Regions from separate parts of the Mus musculus genome. Here all the other regions are linked to region 2. A link is a contact called in public HiChIP or PLAC-seq data. All regions are on one chromosome and are shown on one strand. The core of a region is the stretch at or near the end of the contact, and the rest is flanking DNA. Distances in the headings are between cores, read along the strand shown. Region 1 overlaps Paqr8 (progestin and adipoQ receptor family member VIII). Region 2 overlaps Gsta3 (glutathione S-transferase, alpha 3). Region 3 has its middle 21 kb from the start of Il17f. Region 4 has its middle 24 kb from the start of Gm24723.

The links. HiChIP or PLAC-seq counts read pairs in DNA pulled down with a chosen protein or histone mark.
Region 1: a contact with region 2 is called in an H3K27ac HiChIP or PLAC-seq map of embryonic stem cells, with 5 read pairs. The contact joins two enhancer-like sites. A contact is called at or near these places in 6 of 39 promoter capture datasets (the 3T3-L1 cell line, the C10 cell line, cranial neural crest and 3 more), 4 of 484 Hi-C or Micro-C datasets (the G1E-ER4 cell line, embryonic stem cells and uterus), 4 of 115 datasets of contacts at active chromatin or transcription factors (embryonic stem cells and extraembryonic endoderm stem cells) and 3 of 9 other capture datasets (adipose tissue, embryonic stem cells and liver).
Region 3: an H3K27ac HiChIP or PLAC-seq map of embryonic stem cells shows a contact between it and region 2, with 2.2 times the contacts expected there. The contact joins two enhancer-like sites. A contact is called at or near these places in 2 of 39 promoter capture datasets (the 3T3-L1 cell line and pre-B cells), 1 of 484 Hi-C or Micro-C datasets (embryonic stem cells), 5 of 115 datasets of contacts at active chromatin or transcription factors (all in embryonic stem cells) and 1 of 9 other capture datasets (embryonic stem cells).
Region 4: an H3K27ac HiChIP or PLAC-seq map of embryonic stem cells shows a contact between it and region 2, with 2.7 times the contacts expected there. The contact joins two enhancer-like sites. A contact is called at or near these places in 2 of 39 promoter capture datasets (the 3T3-L1 cell line and pre-B cells), 2 of 484 Hi-C or Micro-C datasets (both in embryonic stem cells) and 1 of 115 datasets of contacts at active chromatin or transcription factors (embryonic stem cells).

Annotation. Positions count from the first base shown.
Region 1 is chr1:20,910,080-20,914,889 of GRCm38.p6, reverse strand. All of the region lies in intron 1 of Paqr8 (progestin and adipoQ receptor family member VIII), which reads right to left. Among named protein-coding and RNA genes, the nearest start is that of Gm24171, 3.1 kb to the left of the region's middle. Within about 2 kb of position 2,114, at least 63 of the 459 cell types and tissues checked have an H3K27ac peak or open chromatin away from gene starts, as enhancers often do. A contact at or near this core is called in embryonic stem cells, where this site is marked.
Region 2 is chr1:21,254,825-21,260,131 of GRCm38.p6, reverse strand. It overlaps Gsta3 (glutathione S-transferase, alpha 3), which reads right to left. Exons shown (of 7, transcript NM_010356.4): 3 at 2,750-2,801; 4 at 1,152-1,284; 5 at 1-84. All of the region lies in intron 1 of Gm28836 (a long non-coding RNA gene), which reads left to right. Among named protein-coding and RNA genes, the nearest start is that of Gm28836, 14 kb to the left of the region's middle. Within about 2 kb of position 3,526, at least 19 of the 459 cell types and tissues checked have an H3K27ac peak or open chromatin away from gene starts, as enhancers often do. A contact at or near this core is called in embryonic stem cells, where this site is marked.
Region 3 is chr1:20,760,365-20,765,636 of GRCm38.p6, reverse strand. No RefSeq gene overlaps it. Among named protein-coding and RNA genes, the nearest start is that of Il17f, 21 kb to the left of the region's middle. Within about 2 kb of position 3,981, at least 5 of the 459 cell types and tissues checked have an H3K27ac peak or open chromatin away from gene starts, as enhancers often do. A contact at or near this core is called in embryonic stem cells, where this site is marked.
Region 4 is chr1:20,863,935-20,869,086 of GRCm38.p6, reverse strand. No RefSeq gene overlaps it. Among named protein-coding and RNA genes, the nearest start is that of Gm24723, 24 kb to the right of the region's middle. Within about 2 kb of position 1,481, at least 38 of the 459 cell types and tissues checked have an H3K27ac peak or open chromatin away from gene starts, as enhancers often do. A contact at or near this core is called in embryonic stem cells, where this site is marked.

The sequences.
Region 1 (4,810 bases), core at 865-3,364, 340 kb after region 2:
ACCCTGGGGTCATGAGAGCAAGAGAACTGGCTTGGCCCCTCACCAGTGCTAGCACTTGGGAGAGCAGGCCCTGTGCCTCACCTGGGCAGCACAATAGAGCTGACCCTGGTGGCAGGGGTACAGGCTAGCCATCCCCAAAGGCACGAATGTGGAAGAGCTGGCTCCACCATTGTCTTCTGTTCGGTAACGGGGGGGGTGGGGGGGGAAGCAATGCCCCTCATCCACTCCTCGCCACCTATGGCAGGCAGGAGAGCTGTTCCTGAGGTCATCTGAGCAGGTGAACTGTCCCAGCCCCTCACTTGCTGCAGCACCCAGGAGAGCAGGCCTGTACCTCACCTGGGCAGCAGGGTTGAGCTGGCTCTGGCTGTGGGGGTTGCTGGTGAGCCAGCCCTAAGGGCATAAGAGCGGGAGAGCCTACAGGCTAGCCAGCTTAGATACCTCTCATGCCCAGATCCACGGCTTTGAATTGGCCCCACCCCAACATCCACCCCATCAAGGAACTGCTGGAATCCATAAAGAGGCTGGTCCTACAGATTCAAACCTATGGGATCTCCATGACACAGGGCAGCAACAGGGTATCCAAGCGGAGTCCCAGTGAGCTTCCAGCAGTGATAAAGTAGCAGAAGCCAGAGGCCTTATACCAGACTCATCGTAATGAACATTTGCAAGCAAAGAAGTGTGGGCAAAAGGTAAAAGTGTGGGATATACTGTGACACACTATAGCTTCCACAGGAAATGTTTATGTCTCTGTTGTGAGGGAGGTTGAAAGGGTGGAGAGAAGAGGAGGGGATGGGGAGATGAATGGGATCGGGATGCAGGATGTGACATTCATAAAGAACCAATAAAAAGTAAAAGGAAGAAAGAAAGAAAGGAAGAAAGAAAAAGAGAGAGAGAGAAAGAAAGAAAGAAAGAAAGAAAGAAAGAAAGAAAGAAAGAGAGAGAGAGGAAGAGAAGGGAAGGAGGAAGGGAAGGGAAGGGGAAGGGAGGAAGGAAGGCATGAGAGGAAGAAAGGAAGGAACAGGTTGAAGGTGAGAGGAAGAGAGGAAAGAATTTTGTTTATAAACTAAAGGAAGTCAAACATTAGGTAGACTGGTTACCAAAAACTGGAGTAGGGACCATTTTCAAGGTTGGTGGAATATATTTTTCCAACTATGACCGTCATAGTGTGGAAAGGACACATGCTGAAAGAGCCTGTTTCTACCCCTCCCCATCCCTGCAGTGCAGTTTCAGAACCCCTGTCTAGAGAGCAGGATTGTGGGAGAGGCAAAGTCATTGGCCGCCCCTCGTGTGAACCTCCTCAGGGTCAGAATGTGGTGGCCCGGAAATCTTCCTGATTGCAGAGCAGAGATTCAAGCTGAGCCTACCATTTTCTTATCACATCTAGAAAAGTGATATCAAAACTGAGTTGTGGGAATCAGTTGAAGACTGCAAAGAAAGGGTGCCGGTCTCTTCCTAATTTCGTCATAAGTACAAAGTGTTGTCTTAAACAGTGGTAAGTTGATACCATTTACACTGGTCTCCTAAGTTCACCATAAAACACAACCAGGTCACAGAGTTTTCTAGGCGGCTCCTCGTTCCATGTCACATGATATATCAGGTAAAGAGTACCTGAAATAAGACTATCTGAGCTCCCTCCTTACTTAGATGGTGATAGAAGGTCAGACGAAGCTTTGCAAATCCCAAGGTTATGAGGGACTTACAATTCATACTGAAAATGAATGTTTTCTCAGCTCCCAGGAAGCCAAGCCTCCCCAGGCTCAATAACAACCTGAAAAACCAAGATAAAAAGAAAGAAACAAAGAAAAATCACACCTCTGGGGGTTTTTTTTTGTTTTGTTTTTTTTTTTTTTTTTTTTTTTTTTTTTGCTTCTAGGCTCCAGTTCAACTTTAGAAAGGGTCACAAGCATTTATCATTGCAGTCACCTGACCTGTGGTCTCAGGTGACATCTCATTAAAGCCAGTGCAGGTGCCACCTGAGCGCCTGGATTGTCTTTCTAACCAAGCTGAAAAGTGGCCAACCCCAGCTTCAACCTCAGCAACCTCCCAGTGACACTGCCTGAACGTTGTCTGCTCTTTGCCACAGCGCCCGCGCCCGCGCCCACGCCCACGGGCCCTGGAAGATTTAGTCTTAGATTAAGATCACCATGGCTGCCAGGAGATAAACAAGCCCTCTCAGGCCTTCCTCAGGCCTCCGCTTCTCGAGGAGCTACCCAGCCTCCCTCCTGATTTAAACCCAGCCTCCCTCCTGATTTAAAGCTGCTTGGCGCTCCACCAGGCACCACACTCTGCCCCGTTTCATTTCAGATTTACTCCTTGTAGCTTAATGTATTACTTTCCCTCTGTGTGTTCAAGTACACAAAATTTACCAGCTTAACCTCTTTGTCTTCATCCTGTCCTCCTCCTCATCTTTTCTTCCTCCTCCTCCTCCCCTTCTCCTCTCCCTCCCACTCCTCTCCTCTTCCTCCTCCTCTTCTGTCTTTTTCTCTCAACCTTGTTCCTTATTCTTCTTCCAGAGTCTCATTATTTAGCCCAGATGACCTCAAAACTCCCACACGGGCTGCTAAGCCCTGACATCACAGACATGCACCGCTGATTTCAGTGTCCCATCTCTTCCCTTCTCAGAATGTAGTTAAGCACACTCATTTGTCTAAACCACAACTCTTTCTCTCCTGCAAAACAAAGCCCATTATCTCCTGCTCAGGCCTCCCTCCTCTCTTCTCTCTGGCCCCTGGAAACTATTTTTTTGTTTTATGTACTGTTTTTGGGACTTCATATTCACGGACTCAAAATCTTTTTATAAGTGACATCTCTTTTTCTTTTTTTTTTCTTAGCACACTTTTTAATATATCTATGAAGTAAATCCTGGAAGATTAATTGCTAGGACTATATGCATTTAAACTACGATGACTGCAATTCTGTCTTCCAAAAATGATTGAGACAATTTATAATTCAACCAACAATATTTAAAAGTAGTTTGCTGGGAACATTAAGTCAAGGCAAAGGTACTTGACTCCAAACCGAATAACCTGAATTTAATCCTTAGCACATGGAGAGAACTGACCCCCACAAAGTGGGGCCTCTGCATGCTCCTCTCAGGACAAGTACACCCATATGTACACATACACGCTCCAGAGACAGAGATATGGACACACATACACAAATTAAAAGGAAAAAAAAAACCAGTTTTCTATATCCTTACCAAAGGAACATTTCAGCTTTTTATTGGGATTCAATGAATAGTATTACTTATAAGTGACATTTCACTTGGCACCACGTCCCCTGGTTTCAGCCATGTGTGTAGTATGTGTCAACACTTCTTTGAGGGTCAACATTGTGTGTGTACATCACGCTTTGTCTACATGTTTGTCTGTCAGTAGAGGAGTCATCCCACCCTTTTGGCTATTGAGAGTGAAGTTGCTGTGACTGTGGTGTATAAATATCTTCTCAGGACCGTGCTTCCAGTCCTTTGGTACACACATACCCTGAAGTGGGATTTCTGGATAATAGTAATTTCATTTTAAATATTTTGAGAACATTTAAAATGGAATTTTAAATATTCTCGCCACACCATCCTCAATGACAGCTGCAATTTTTGTTATCCACCAGAATGTTCCAATTTCTGCACAGCTTCAATACTGGCTTCTTTTCTGTTTTTCTCTCTTAAGAGTATTACTGTATTTGTATCAGTGCACCCCAACCCCTGCATGTGTGTCTGTGTATTTCATGCCTGTAATGTCTGTAGGGCATCAGATTCTTTGCATATTGGAGTTACAAATGTTTATGAGTGACCATGTGGATTCTAGGAATTGAACCTCAGTCCCCAGGAAGAGTAACCGGATACCACTGAGCCATCTTTCTAGCCCCATTTTCTTAGACAGCAGCCATCTGAATGGATAGGAAACTAATACATTGTGTGTTATGTTTATTGTCTGTTCTTCCTAGCCTCTGTGCTAGCCCAGACAGGTTCCCTCAGCAAAGGAATCCTGGTCTGGCGTATTTACCATCACACCCTTGCCTAGAACGGTCCATAGTACACAGTAAGTGCTCAGGGAATAGTCTCTGTATGAATGAATACACGGAAGCTTGGCCTGATAAAGCAAGCTTGTGAACCAGCCTGATCAGGAGGCTGAGGCAGAAAGACTACAAGTTCAAGGACTGCCTGGGCTGCATGGTGAGCTCAAGTCAAGCCTGGACAAGTTAGCAACTGTACCTCAAAAAGTAAGAAATCAGCTGGGGATAAGATGCTCATTGGTACTGCCCTACACAGACATACACAAGGCCTCCATTCAGTTCCCAGCACAAAAGCAAAACAAAACCAAGAATGACCTGAATGGGTAAGAGAAAGACACAATGTTCCTTTTCTGGTTTGAATGTCCAGTCTCAGCATTTCTGTGACCGTGGCATGCTGAGGTTTATACTTACGTACTACTTTATATAAGACATTTACATACTACTTTATTTAAGATATTTAGGGCTTTGGGGGAAATGTTTTCTCTCTTTAACACAAACTTGGTGAGTTTTTAATCTGTGCCATTATCTCCCTCATTATTGTTCGTGAATCTGAATCCATGGAATGGTTGTGGGGAACACACATGAAGCTGCCAGGAAAACCAGAGAGTCTGCGATTTGCAGAAAACTAGGCTGTCATGGAGTAAGGGTCTGCTGCCCACTTGATGTAACTGTAACATCTCTGCTGAGCTGTAACAAAGCTATTTCAAACTGAATGTTCTCCAAAGACAACCAAGCTTCTCCAACTAACCTGCTTCTATCCTATGCTCCTTATTTATTTATTTATTTATTTATTTATTTA
Region 2 (5,307 bases), core at 2,277-4,776:
GCCTCTTTCTCCTCAGGGGGCATGTGGGGGTAATAGAGAATCATTATCTCCAGATCCGCCACTCCTTCTGTGTACATGTCAATGCTGAAAGACAGACAAACATTCGGCCAAAGCTCCCTTACCTGGGGTTTCATACTTAAAAGACTCAAACGGCGGTGGTAAAGTTGTTTACCTCTGATGGGGCTTTGGAGTCAGTAGTAGTAATTTGATTTTTACTTGCAGATTAGCAATCCTTTTGGACTTTTCAAAATGTATACAGAGTTTCTCTATGTAGCTCTGGCTGAGTTTACAGATTGGCCTTAAACTCTCAGCAGTTTGCCTGCCTTTGTCACTGAGCTCAGGGATTAAAGGCAAATGCCATCACATCCAGTGGCATTCCACTTTGAATGACTTGAATGTCTAGCAAGCAATGTTCTTCTTTGCATTCAGGCTTTGGTGAACACTTGGCTCACTTTTTTTAACACTATAACTGGCACATCTTTGCACATTCCTGTGCAATTATTCCTGAGCATATATTTCCATGTCTCTTACGTATGTGTCTAGTAAAGGAACTGCTAGGTTATTGGTGGCTTGATGTTTAACTTTTGAGAAATAATCCACAGTTCCACAGAAGTCTTCTGTTTGAATGGAGTGGATGTAGCATAGAGAGAGGAGATCTGATGATTAGTCTTGGCAGCTTCAAAAAACCCTCATTCAGTTCCCATGAAAAGCACCGTGTACCATGCAACCCTTGTGTCTCTGCACCAGACTCTATGACTTACAAGCAGGCTGACTATATGTAGATTTAGATGGTAACCGAGGGTCATGGTTACTGTTATATGTCTTATAATGGCCAGAACTAGAAGGTCAGCTCTTTGGATACCTCTCTTTATTGTTAGTTAAAGACTTGGCCTTTGTCCAAAGTTATATTGACTAGAATATTGCTTCTAAAGATTAAACAAATTTTATGGAAACAGGATTCCAATATCTCCTATTCTACAACGATACATCTTTAACCCCTTATATTCTTCCTCCATCTCCATGGCATTCCCCTAACTGATGTCAGTGTATGTATATCCAAGCACACAACCCCACTGTGTTCATGAATCCCTTGCTATAGTTCTGTTCACTCAAGAAAGGAAAAAATCTTTTCCAGAGAAAGTCTACCATACATGGCTCTCTCCTTCATGTCCTTCCCATAGAGGTTGTATTTGGAGGCAATGTAGTTGAGAATGGCTTTGGTCTGCACCAGTTTCATCCCGTCGATCTCTACCATGGGCACTTGCTGGAACATCAGACTCCCATCTATTGGACGAAACAAAGAGAAAGGAGAATAAGTCGTAAAATCTATGGTTAGATACATTCAAAACAAAATATTTAATCAGATGGCTGAAAATTTAGAAACAAATTACTAGGTAACTTTCAATGAAATAGCACCTAATTTTTTGTTTCCTGCATCTTTAGTGTCTTCTAAGATGTAGACAATTATTTTACTGGTGTTCTTATTTTTTACCATAAACACTTATACTGTGTCTGTTGACAGGATATGATGGTGTGTTTATTTCATCCTCATATATATTTTAGGGTGAAGTTGAAGGAGGGATAATTGTACTGTCAACAGATTTCCTTACAATAAAAAAGACAGTCCTAAAGTATTCATGTTATTCATGACATCAAAGGAAAATCATGACCCTGCTTCTATGTAGGTTCCTGTGTGCTTTTCAATTAACACCAAGGGACAACATGTACTGGGTAGGCCCAGTGACCCTCACCCATAGGTGCTGCCCTTCTCCCTTTCTCCCCTTATCCTCTCTCATAGTCTTCCACATAATCAGCATAATCTTTCTGTTAATCCTAGAATACAGTATTCCTATGGAATTAGTTTGCTAAACCTGTTAGACCTCAAGGTCAGTTATTGACATATTTACTCCTGGCATCCAGTGAGTTGTGTGTGGATGGAGGGTACTGTGGGAGCCTGAGCTAACTGCAATGAGCATGTGGAAGCAAAGCTGGGACACCTGTGGGGCCCTGGGGATGGTTTCTCAGCAGACACAAAGAGTTTCTCAGCTCCTTAAACTGAGAGATTTTCAGATCTGCTCATAGAGAAGACCCTTGACTTAAACTTACTACCCTTTCATCAGTGAACACTACAATTACCTGTAGGGAGTTGGTCTGGTGCTGCTATGTATACAGATGCTAAATGTTGGCCGCTGAGACCAGGTCCCAGTACTCCAGGAGATCTTCAAGTACAAACGATGCTGTACTTGAAGTTATCCCTGATTGGTTAACAAAGATGCCTACAGCCAGGCCTGGGCAGAAGAGAGGGGTAGAGCGAAATTTCCAGGACTTGGAGTCTGAGGTAGGGACCATGAGAAAGGGAGAGGAAAAGGAAGGAAGCCACCACGAGTTAGGTGAATGGTGAACACATGGACATGTGGGCCATGGATGGAGTAGGCAGATCCCAGGCAGAGCAAGGCAAGTTATATCTCAGGGATCACCACAGGATGTAGACAAAATAGTACAAAGGGTTGATACCTGCCCAGCTCTAGTGCTTTTAAGCTTCTTATAATACTAAAGGCTTCTTGTCTTCTATCTGGGAACAATATGGTGTGAAGTGGGGTAGAAACCCCCGAATAGATATTTAAATGAGGTGGTGTAGCAGCCCCCCATAATAATAATAACCACCACCTTATATAGGTACTGACTTATGATTAAACGCTTATAGCTTCCACCAGAACCCCCCTCAGGAACATTTACATCTGTTTCTTACCACTTCGTAACCTTGCCAGGTCATCCCGAGTTTTCAGAAATTTTTCTTCAAACTAGAAAACAGAAAGAATAAACAAGTCTTTATCGATTAAGTTCATTGTGCTCCAGGATTTTCACTTTAATGGCTCCTGTCTATAGATAATATGAAAAAAAAAAGTTTTGTTTTTTTTTTTAAAGTTTGGTACACAGGTGAGCTTGAAAGGGTCAGATCAGGAACTTGGAAAGGTCACGAAACACGCACCCTGCAGAAGGGAGGGACTAATGAACATTTCTCAGATCACAGGGTGGGAACCGACCTGACCACATTGGGACACATTCCACAGGACTGACTTGCTCACCTTCAGATCAGGGTAGTCTTTGTCACCTTGTTCCCTAAAGATAAATCAGTTTAAAGAGCACACTGTTCCTCTAATTGTGCCTAGTTGTTGATGCTCTATTCCACCCCTGGAAACCATATAAAAACTCCCCGAATAGATCTTGGGGGTCACTGCCTCTCCTTCGGGTCTGGGATGACCCCAGTGCACTGGAACTATACATTCCTCTTGCTTTTTGCATAGATCCCAGATCCACATGGTTCACACAGTGGGTCCCGGGTAAGCTACGGCTTCCCAGAGTCTTACAAGCTAAACTTGATTGATGGAAATTTACAGCAGATATTTTAAGAAAGGAGTGGTTGGGTTTCAAACCCTGGAGTAGGTGGTTATTTAACATATCAAAGGGGACCTGGCCTCTAGGTTCTCCCAGTATCCCTCAGTCCTTTGCTGTTACAGGGTGTGGCTGGCATACCCCACCCTCTGCCCTAAACTTTCCAGCCTAAGGGCTGGGCTTCCCCTACCCCCAGAGGCCTACATCTCCCTCTCCCTCCCTTTCCTCTTCGCTCCTTCCTTCCTTCCTCCTCCTGCCCTGCTGCTCCTGTCCTCCCTCCCTCCCTGGGCACATGCTGTCTCTTTCTTCTCCCCCACCTCAGTCTCCCTGTCTGCGTGGTGATTTTTTTTGGCCTTGTTCCTTGAGACTGATGAATCCACTTGAGAGCTGCCCCACAAATAACCTGCCCCTTTTTACTTTTAATTTGGTTTGAATTGGCTTATTTCATGGGCAGAGAAAACCTATTATGTTGTTGCCTTAGGCCAGGGAGGGAGGAGTTAAGTCCTCATGGTAATTGAGGACCTCTCCTTTCCCCTCTCTTTTTCTCTGCTTGACATGATCAACTTTTGACTAGGTAAGTTATCCTTTCCCAGCAACCTAAGAAGCACAAGGTACTTCTGGGTCTAAGAACCCCAGGATCCCTCGCCACGCTGGGATGTGCCTGGGCAAGCGGATCTTTGTTCAGGAGCCTTAGGACCCAAAGACATCTAACCCAGAGCAAACCCTCCTCCACTCCAGGCCACCAAGTAGGACGCCATGTTCGAAGTCCTCCCTTGGGTTTTCCCACCACAGTGGTTGCTCAAACCAAGCTGCTGATCCGACGCTCCTGAGGCATGCACTTATCATTTGTCTGTAAGTTCAAATTCTAGAGCACACTTTATGTCTGCCACATAGTACTGGCTCCTGCAGCCTCCCCATGTGGACTTTGCCATTGGCTTTCTGGGGCCTGTGCTAAGCTAAGCACACACCTGCTCTCTCTTCCTACATGGACTCAGATTTTATACAACAGCTTGGCTAAATTCAAAGGCCAGAAATTGGCATACCTGATTTCCAAATTCCCACTGCCATGGACAAATGATTCACAAATATATTATGTCTAAACTTGTTCTGCTACACACTCTCAAATTCTCTTATCTCTAAGATTCCAAATCCCCACACTTAAAAAAAAAAAAAATCTTATCTCCTGATTTCTTTGCACTCTGCTCTCAGAAACAAAACATCTTAAGATTATGCCGTAAATTGTTATCTAAGGATTTGTATGTTACCCATTAGATATGGTTTAAAACGTATATAATCTGCAACAAAATTTGGCTTTAAACTTACAACAAAGGGCTTAGAATTAAAAATGTATACATGAGTGTTTGTATACATGGGTGTTTGTATACATGGGTGTTTGTATATGTGTTTCAACTCTTGTTTAGGGTATATGTGCATGTAACGTGAATATAGCTCATTTAAAAAGATAGAGAGATGATAGATAGATTAGGAAAACAAATGTTTTAAATAGCAACCATGTCAGTCACATGGCTGACAACCTGCCATGTGACTTTGCCATCTTAAGATGACCTCACTACATAAAACAACAATCATAACACTTCTTTGTCATAATGAACTGTTCATTAATTTATCTCCTTTTAGACTACGAAAGCAGCAAGTCTCAAATATTTTAAATTGCTATGGCCTTTTGTGTGATGATGGTAGAAATTTAAGGCTATATTTGCCACAACACATTATATATATATGGTTCAACTCTAATTTAAAATATTCTGTATGAAATTTTCTGTCTTTGCTAATGATTCAGCACAAACTGCTAGAAAATTTAGATAAGTAGCAACATATGTTAAATGAATAAGGTATATTAAATAATTAAGATCTATAAACTCCTAAGGTCTAGTATGTTCATAGTAATATTTA
Region 3 (5,272 bases), core at 2,732-5,231, 490 kb after region 2:
GACATATCTACCTACCTACCTACCTATTTGTCTATCTATGTTCCTAATAACACACACACACACACACACACACACACACACACATGATTTCCATCTCTCTTATCTTCCTTCCATGTCTATAGCCGATCTATGTTCCCTACAAGTTCCTTTTCCACTTCATGTGTTTTTTGTTCCACTAAGATTAACCAGGGCCATATGTGTGACCATGGGCTGGGAACTGTCCCTTGAAGCAGGGTGAGATCATCTGTGGCTATATAACTGAAGACATATCTTCCCCTACTCCAGAACATATCAGTTGTCTATGCTTCAGTAGGGAAGGTAGGGCCATTCATGCTCCTTTTTTATCTATAGTTCACTGTTAAAGAGTTCCTGTCCATACAGGTTTACTGTAGGCAGCAGCTGCTGCTATGAAATCATGGTTGCACTGATGGACCATTCCCAGGAGACAGAATCCCACAGTTCTTTCTGCTTGCTTTTCCATAGCATTCCATATGCCTTACGTGGGGTGGTATTGAGAAGTCTGAGCACACAGCTGTCACCTATTCTCAGCACCTTGAGCAGCCATTCACCTCTGCATTGGCTGGCATCATTTGTAAAGAGAAGAGTCTCTGATTAAGACTGAAAGCAGTATTTGTCTTTGGTTATAAACATAAATATTTAGAAGGCAGCTTGGTACTACGTCAATTTAGCCATCCTAAGGCTACAAGCACCCTCAACCATGGGTTTTGTTTTGTTTTGTTTTGTTTTGTTTTTTAACATGTTTATAGTATCAGGCATGGATTCTTTTTGTAGAATGAGCCTCAGAACCAGAGAGGGCTTGGTTTCTCTCCTAGCAGTTATACCACTATTGCACCAGTGGGCAATCTTGCCTGGCAAGTTGGTATTATAGCTGTAGGGTTCTCACTTCGGTAAGGCAATTGATGCCTTTTGTTGCCTGTAGGCCTTCCAGAACCATGGGAGCTGGCTAGGAGGGAGAAAGCTGCTATCTCATTCTAGTACAGTGTCTGCAGTAACAGGGTCTTGCAATGGTGGACAAGAACAGACATGGAAACCCTTAATCAAGTGTAGAGACACCTCATGGAAGAAAATCTTTGCTAGCTCTATCTCTGATGGATGATTACTGTGCAGAATACAGACAGAAGTAAACAAAAAACAAACAAACCAAAACCAATCAAACATGAAGGAAACAAATAATCCAATTAAAAACAAACAAAAGAAGAACAACACAAAGCAACAACAAAAACTGGCCCTGGGTCTGAATAGAGACTTCTCAATGGAAGGCATACACATAGCTAATCAACATTTTTTTTTTAATTTTAATTTTTTAAATTACATCATTTTCATTTCCAATGCTATCCTAAAAGTCCCCCATACCCTCCCCGCCACTCCCCTACCCTCTCACTCCCACTTCTTGGCCCTGGTGTTCCCCTGTACTGAGGCATATAAAGTTTGCAAGATCAATGGGCCTCTCTTTCCAGTGATGGCTGACTAGGCCATCTTCTGATACATATGCAGCTAGAGACACGAGCTTTCTGGGGTACTGGTTAGTTCATATTGTTGTTCCACCTATAGGGTTGCAGACCCCTTTAGCTTCTTGGATACTTTCTCTAGCTCCTCCATTGGGGGCCCTGTGATCCAGCTAATCAACATTTTAAAATGTCTTTAGCAGCCTTAGCCATTAGGGAAATGAAATTTAAACTACTTTGAGATTCCATCTCATCCCAGTCAGGATGGTCACCATTTAAAAGAAAAATCAAGTGGCAAAAAATGGTGGAGAAAATGTGGGGAAAGAGGAACCCCTTATTCACTGTTGGTGAGAATGCAAACTGGTATAGCCACTACAAAAATCAGGATGGGGGTTCATTTTAAGAAGAAGAACAAGAAATAGAGCTACTATAGGCAAGCACTCCAGGGCACATACCCTAAGGACTCTGGATTGTGCTACTGGAATTTTGCCCAACAGTGTTCATTGCTATCCTATCCACAAAGGCCAGGGAATTGGCTCAGTCATACATATGTCTGTCAGTTGATGATGGATAATGAAAAGGTGGCTGGCACACACACACACAATGAAATTGTCTTCATCTGCAAAGACAAAATGAAATTATTATAAATTTACAGGTAGATGAATGAACTGAATGAAAACTCTACTGAGCAAGGTAACTCAGTCTGATAAAAACAAACACTGTCTCTCTCTCTGGATCAATCTTAGCTCCTAATCTTTAGATTGACATGTTTAGCTTGGAATAGCTAGAGAATACAGGAAGCTAGAACAGAGTCGATTGGAGCTGGGGGATGATTCAAGGGAGGGGAAATAACATCGGATATGTGATATTAAAAACAGAGAGGGAAATATGGGGGTAGAGAGTTTAAGCAGGGCTAAGGGTAGAGGGATGGGGTGGGGCAGGGAGGGAGTGTTAACCAAAACGAAGGGAACATGAAACAGCCACATGAATGAAACCCTCCAACTATAAAATATGAGAGCCAGAAAGATGTAGGCTTTACAGCCGAACTAATGCTGCCTCTAACAGCCATGAGTTATCAAACAAAATCTCATATACAGAACTTCTCTCTATTGGTTGTTGGTCATGAGGCCACAGAGGGTCTCAGTGTAATACAGATCTTCCCTGTCCTGTTTTTTTTTTTTTTGAGCTCTTAGCTTTTTTGACTAGTTAGATTACTGAATCAATCTGTTCACAGAATCCCAAGATGAACATTTCCTGATTTTTTAAAACCAAAATGTGATAGTGATTTTTGGCATCAGGAAATTTCTAGTTGACCTACCATATGATAATATTAATCATATCAATAGAATGGTTATTTTAGAGTGTAGGATCATATCCCAGGATTTATTTCTTTCTCTTTTTCTTTCTCTCTCTCTTTTTCTTTCTCTCTTTTTCTCTCTCTCTTTCTTCCTTCCTTCCTTCCTTCCTTCCTTCCTTCCTTCCTTCCTTCCTTTCTTCCTTTCCTTTCCTTTCCTTTCCTTTCCTTTCCTTTCCTTTCCTTTCCTTCCTTCCTTCCTTCCTTTCTTTCTTTCTAAATGACTTTTTAAAAATTGTTAATTAGGGCTGGACAGATGGCTCTGAGGTTAAGAGCACTGTCTGCTCTTCCAGAGGTCCTGAGTTCAATTCCCAGCAACCACATGGTGGATCACAATCATCTATAACGAGATCTGGTGCCCTCTTCTGGCCTGCAGGCATACATGCAGGCAGAATGAAGTATACATGTGTACATAACCAGATAAACAACAAACAGACAAATAGTGTTAATTATGTGTACATGTGTTAGTTACGGGTATGGCCATATGAGTGTGGGTGCCTGTGGCAGCCAGGGGCATTGGCTCTCCTGGAGCTTGAGTTTCAGTGGCTTTGATTTCCCTGAAATGGGTGACAGGAACTAGACTCTTGCCCTTTGCAAGAGTAGTATGTGCAGGTAAGCTTAGATCCAAATTTCCAGTCTCTAGCCCCCTTCTTATTTTCTATATATTCATTCAACTGTATATCATTATATGTTATTCATTCAATCATAAACTGTGAATCTAGATGAGTAAGATGAATATGATTCTTAACTGATCCATTTGTGTGTGCCCATGTGTGTGCGTGTGTGCGTGTGTGCGTGTGTGTGTGTGTGTGTGTGTGTGTGTGTGTGCGCGCGCGCGTGTGCGCGTGCGCGCGAGTGTCTGGGTGGCTGTACACATTCTGGGCAGGAGCTCTACCACTGAGCTCTCTCCCCAGCACTTCAGTTACACTGTGTGTTCTATCATCCACCAGGAATTGATCACAGACCATTTAACTCTTTGTAGTTTTAGCCACCACAGCTACAAATAGAAGCATGCAAGTACATACTAGTCCTGCAATAAGTAACAATGTCCACTGGTACAAAAGACTGAAAGGTAAAAATGTATCTTCACAGATTGCACAGTTTGCCCGGATGCAGCTCCACCCACAGGATAAATGACCTTTGGGAGCAACTTTGACAACGAGCAGTTGAATCCCCGGGGACTGTCCAAAGTGCTCTACTTTGCATTTGCATGATTAAAGAACCCCAAAGTGTGCATTTGTAAAAAAAAAAAAGTTTCATGAGGCTTTTATGCAAGGTAGAAAATGCTTGCCTTTCAGAAACCCTGAAGAGAGGCCCAGGCCAGCCTCAGGCTTTCTGTACTTACTAACGCTCCATTAGCCAGCACCACAGTGCCCCTGGAATATGGGGGTAATCTGACCAATGAGTTCAGTTTCTTAGAGCACTGCACGCATGAATTTCTTCTTAGCAAAGCATCTGTGCATGATTTGTGCACTACTTATTATCCCCATAAATAGTCCTCAAAGTTAGCTACATCCTAAAATGTGTACCCGAGAATATTACTATGTATGAAAACCGGGACTCTAGATATGATTAAAGGAAGAGTTTTGATATTGAGAGATTATCCTGAGTTATCTGCGTGGGTTCTAAATATGACTCCGAGTGTCCTTGAGACAGGTAGGATGGTTGACAGAGGAAAAGGATGTCTGGGGAAAAACACAGGATGCAACACAGTTGGCTTCAAAGATGGAGGAGGAGACCCCCAAGCCCAGGACTGGCGGACTGATGCTTTATTTTATTTTATTTTATTTTTTCACCATTTTTGTTTTTCAGTGATAGAGATTGAACTCAGAGTCTTACAACTCTTAGCCAAGTCCTCTAGCCTGTTTCCAGCTTACCTAGACAAATGATTGTTCCTAAAGACCTTGGAGGAAGCAGGGTGCTGCTGATAAGGATTTCATCTAGTGAACTGTTTGGGAGTAATAATAATAATAATAATAATAATAATAATAATAATAATAATAATAATAAATAGTAATTGATGCTGTTTAATCTGTAACAGAGCAGCACTGGTCTGGTTGGAAGCCAATAAAGTGCTATGTGACTCAAGTGCCATTGTCACCTCTGTCTCTCCTTTGAATGCAGTATAGGCTGGTCTCAAATCTGCCTTGTGAAAAGGAAGAACTTGAACTTCTGTTTTCTTAAACTCCCCCCCCCCCAGGCAGGGTTTCTTTGTGTAGCCTTGCCTATCCTAGAACTAGCTCTGTAGACCACACACTGATCTCAAACTTAAAGAGATCTGCCTGCCCCGGCCTCTGGAGTCAAGATATTTGACACCACTGCCAGGCTAATCTTGGGAATGTCTGATCTTCTTCTATCTTTATCACGTAAATGTAGACATTACAGGTGTTGCACAGCACACTGCTAAATGTCGCAACCAGGGTTTTGTGTACGAAGAGATAAAAAGCAAAGA
Region 4 (5,152 bases), core at 232-2,731, 390 kb after region 2:
ACCCTGGGAACTGGTGGTGTCACCTACTTGGGACAGAAAGAGTTCCCTCATATCTCCTGGACTCAAGGCTCCTGTCGAAGTTACCACCCCCCACAGTCCCCACAGGTGAAGTATGGCTAGCAGTCACATAGACAATGTTCCAAGCTTCTGACCTTCAGGTTACACTCCTCCCCAGTTACCTAGCAACAGTAAAGATAACAGCCTACCATAAGAGGGGCTGTTTAGCCCCAACTCTCTTACTCCCCTTACTCTTTTTACTCTCCACTCTCCTCTTACCCTCTCCTCTCCTCATACTCTCCTCTCACTCTCTCTCTCTCTTACTCTCTATTTCTTCTCTCTCTCCTTTCCCCCTTCTCTCCTCTTGGCCATGGCCTGCCTCTCTCTCTCTCTCTCTCTCTCTCTCTCTCTCTCTCTCTCTCCACTTTCTCTCCTTTCTCCCTGCCTTTCTACAGCAAAGCTCTAAAACCATAGACTGTCTCGGTTCATCAAGGCCCGCTGTGTTTGGACGATGGGATAGGCTTTCCTCTAATGAGCCTTTTGTAATCTCCCGATGGAAGACCATCTTATGCTCCAGTCAAGGCCCAGACTAAGGACTCTCGCCTGAGTGGGAATCTCTTTCCTTCTGCCCTCTCTCCTGTATCCCTGGGGCCCCCTATTGGGGGCTGCCCCTTGTCCACAGTCCCCTCCCCCCCATCGAGTGTTGTCAGTGGCTTAGATGGCCACCCGGGTCCGAGTGGAAAGCGTCTGCCTGCCCAGAGCAAAGGAGGAACTCTGGCCCGATGCAGGCTATCCTCCCTCCCCGCTCCTTCCCCCACACCCTCTTAGTTCCCAACAATACCCGCCTAGGGAATCCATCCTGCCTTTATTGCCTTCCATCACCTGACTTATTCAGCCCTGAATGGGAGCCTTATGTGAGTGTAATTGCCAGTGTAATTGTCAGACCCTTGGACACCTGACTACACGTCCACCTGAGCTTTTCAGTATGCTATAGACACCCTAACAAAGAGCGTGAAATCTATACTTTACCATGTACTTCCTTACATTCTGATGTTGCTGGAACTGTACTCTTAGCCCTTCCATTTTGTGATTTTATCTGAGGATTATTCGTAGTTTTAACGACATCTGGGTTATGACACACCAGATTCCCTGCCTGAGCTTTGGGCTTGAAAGTCCAACTGGCTTTTGTTGACTCACTAAAGATGGTCTCCTTCTCTGTATCCTGCGATGGTGGACTGTACAACACCTAGCCCCCCGGCATCAACCAGTGTATCCCGTCCAAGGCTGTGTTTCCCATGAACTCTTCCAGTAATGACTAGCAGGATGCTGAGGGCTCCCATTCAGCCTATTCTTGTAAAGCAGAGGATTTTTCCAGCAAGTGACCTTGGCTCGTGATGAATTCTCTGTTGGCCCGGAAGAATGTCTCTTCACTGTGTTGACAGCCAGGATGCCGCCTATGCAGGCCTGCTGCTTTGACTCTCTGCCACAGACTTGAAACCTCCTTTGCTGTGTCTGCTTTCAACGCATCCCTTGCATGCCTATTCACATGTAGAAAGGTTTCCCAGAGAAACTGAGCTAACACAGCGGGGGAGAATCAAACCTTTGTTGTCTTATACAATACAATTTGAAGCTGTCAGACTCACTATTGTAAACACACTCTGAAGTCTTTGAAAAATTACTCTCACCATAACTTAACCTGCCTGTTAAAAAATTATGTATCCATTTTTTTTCCTTTCCCAGTTCTGCTCCTGGAATGACAACTGAGACTAAATATTTATTAATAAATGCCTAGACCATAAGCCTTTGGCTCATTCCCTGACTAGCTCATAACTTATTTAACCCATTTAAATTATTCTGTGTCTGCCATGTAGTTAGTTACTTCTCCTTCATTCCTGCCCTGGTTCTTTCTTCTAGTCCTCTCAGTGTCTCCCTGCTGGTTTATGTCTGTCTGTCTCCTCAGTTTATCTCCCTCCATCTGTCCCCCATGGCTCTCCTGAATCTCTCTTTTATACTCTATTTATTCTTGCACTATTTCCCAGAATCCTCTGACTTCCTGCCAATGTCCCACCTCCTATTTCCTGCCTCAGCTCATTGCTCATCAGCTTTTTTCTTGACAGGTAGTACTTAGAAGAGATTCTCTAGAGAGATTCAGCGCATCTTCCTGTATGACCCTTCTGTATCTAGGCAGCAAGAACTTTAGCTGAGAACCCATCTCCATACCCTCGTCACAATGAGCTCTCTACATCTAACAGTCCATCGTCTTAACATATATGCAAGTTACTGAACACATGTTCCTGAAACTTCCCATTACTATATTTACTTTCTATAAAGGGATCGAAGATTTTCAAGGGTTAAATACCTGCACCCAACATCAAATATCTGGTAATAAAATTAAGACTTAACTTTGTATCTTTTGGGTACCAAAACTTGCATTCCTTTTAATATCCTATATTGCCTAGAGTTTTTTTTGCAATATATAAATTAACAGATAATATTCATAGATGTAATTTCTAGCTAGAAAATAAAGCACAGAGGCCATACACTGTTTAAGGAAGGTACCACATTCCTGAAAGCAAATTCTAAAAATATGCATAGATTGGATGATACATGTATCCTGTGGATATTTATATTTATACATTGTTCATTTTAAACCAAAAATGCAAGCATTGGAAAAATAAAAGTAGAAATAAATATAAATGATGATCAAGTATAGTATTGTGATCTGAACTGGTAAAAGAGATTATACCAGGGGTCTCTCTGAGAAGCAGACTGTAAGTATGTTGGGGCTTGGAGTAAACACTGAGTAAGTTGCTCAGTGGATAAAGTATTTGCTGCATAAGGATGAAGGCCTGACTGTAGAACCCCAGCACCCACATAAAAGCAGAGCATGGCCATGAATGTTTCTAACCCAAGTTCAGGGGAGCAAGGAGGACCCCAGGGGCTTGTGGGCCAGTCAATCCACCCAATCTGTGATCAACGGGCTCAGTGAAAGACTGTTTCAAAACATAAGGTAGAGAAGTGGTTGAAAAAGACATTATGGCATGCACACATACCTATATGCATACATCATGCACATTTACACAGAGACAACGCGTGCACACACACACACACACACACACACACACACACACACATACACACATACACATACATACACACAGACTACAAGTAAGCTGCCCTGACATTACTTTGTACCACTCTAGTTGGCAGCATGAACCTGGGAGAACAGAGCCAATAAACAAGGCAGACTAAAGTCTCATGAAATAGCCAAGTTTATTTAATGCATCAGACAATTTATACTCTGAGGGTTAAGAAGAGTCATGTGAGTAAGTTGTTCAACCACATGGATAAGCCTCGTGGCAAAAACATGTTTCTTTGCGTAGAGGCACATGAGTAACGACAGCTGAAGTAAATTCACTCTTATCAACCCCACCTGGGAAGAGCACAAAAACACATTCCAAGAACAATTCTGTGTTTTTGAAAAAACAGAGGTCTTCTCTTGTTTTCTTGGAGTTTTCTCACAAGCACTCAGAAATCTCCTCACATAACTTTATTCTTGCCATGATAAGTATCTTAATTAAAAACGGTATATTTACCATAAGAGGCCTCCCTTTTTCTGGAGAGTAAGAGGAGTGGATGGGGTTGGAGAGAGGCAAAGGACTTGGAGGAAAGGAGGAAGGGGAAACTGTGGCTGGGAGGTAAATTTAATAATTAATTAAAGTGGTATATTTAAGAAAAGTGGCTGAGAGTGATGTGCATATACACATCCATACATATATAATTTTAATGCATATATATATATACATATATATACATGTATACATTAGAATAGGTATCAGGATATATATGCATACTTATCTATACAGAAATGCATGTATAGGTTACTTTTATGATTTTATTATTATCATCTTTAAATACCACGTACATTTTATATAGATAAATTTACCATGTTTCATGTGAATCCCCCTATGCCCTCCATGCTACATCCAAATCAGTTTACATAATGCCTTGTGGAAGAGCTTTCTAAGTCCTTGCATCCTGTTGAAATAATGAGTAAAGTCCTCAGAGCAGCATCCCAGCCCCCCACACTGCTCCTTGCTTTGCTGTTATGATATCTCCATGTCCATACTCCATGCCAGCTCTGGATAACCAACAGTGAGTTCCTCACGGCACCATGGCTCTCCCAAGCCCTGTTCCTCTCAGGGACTGTCTCCAGAAAACATTCCAAAAATTCCTCAGATGCAGTTTAAGTGTCACCTTCTGTAAGGATGTAGCTAATTGGTGTCATTCTCTCCCCACACCACCAGCTCCAGAATCAAATGCCCAAATGCCCTCTACACTGCTGCTCTTCCCTCTCCTTCTCTTTCCCCCAAACTCCTGTATCCTCTATCTATTGCAATTGCCTACTTATGTATTCTTTTCCCTAACTGGCTCAAATCTTCAAGTTGGGGATTAATTCTGTACACTGCCCCAAAACAATAAGTACTTAACAAACATTTGTAAACATAATTTGCCAACAGGTGAATGAATGAGAATTTTGGCTTCTCTGACACATAATTTCTCTATGTATCGTTTATATAACTTATAAAATAAAACACTTGCTATTACCAACATTTTTAGATTGGATTCTGTTATGAGAATCTGGAGGAAAGGGAAGAAAAGGAAAAAAAAAATAAGGAAGTGAAAAAGAAAAGAAAGGGCAGGGACTATAGATCAAAGATGAAGGTTGCTCTTAAAGGACCCTGGTTCGATTCCCAGAATCCACATTGCAGCTCAAAAACATCTGTAACTCTAGATCAAGGGGATCTGATGCCCTCTCCTAGCTTCAGAGGGATACATGTGGTACACAGACAGACATACAAGTAAAACCCATACACATAAAACAAAAGCAACCTTCATCTCTTCATCAGACTTCTGCAGAGACATGCTATGTTCAAAAGCTTGAGAATCAGACATAACTGCTTCTTGGTGTAGGTGTCACGTGATAACTGAGTTCATAGCCGAAGCAGCAGGCCCTGATTTATTTGCTCCGGTTACACAGGTTCCCTGCTTGCCCTGCTCTGTTTGGCACAGCTTGGATACACACCCCAACACACCTCGTCTAAGGTAGACAGATTGGAGTAAGTGACGGGGTGAGAAGCTAATGACCCCTTAT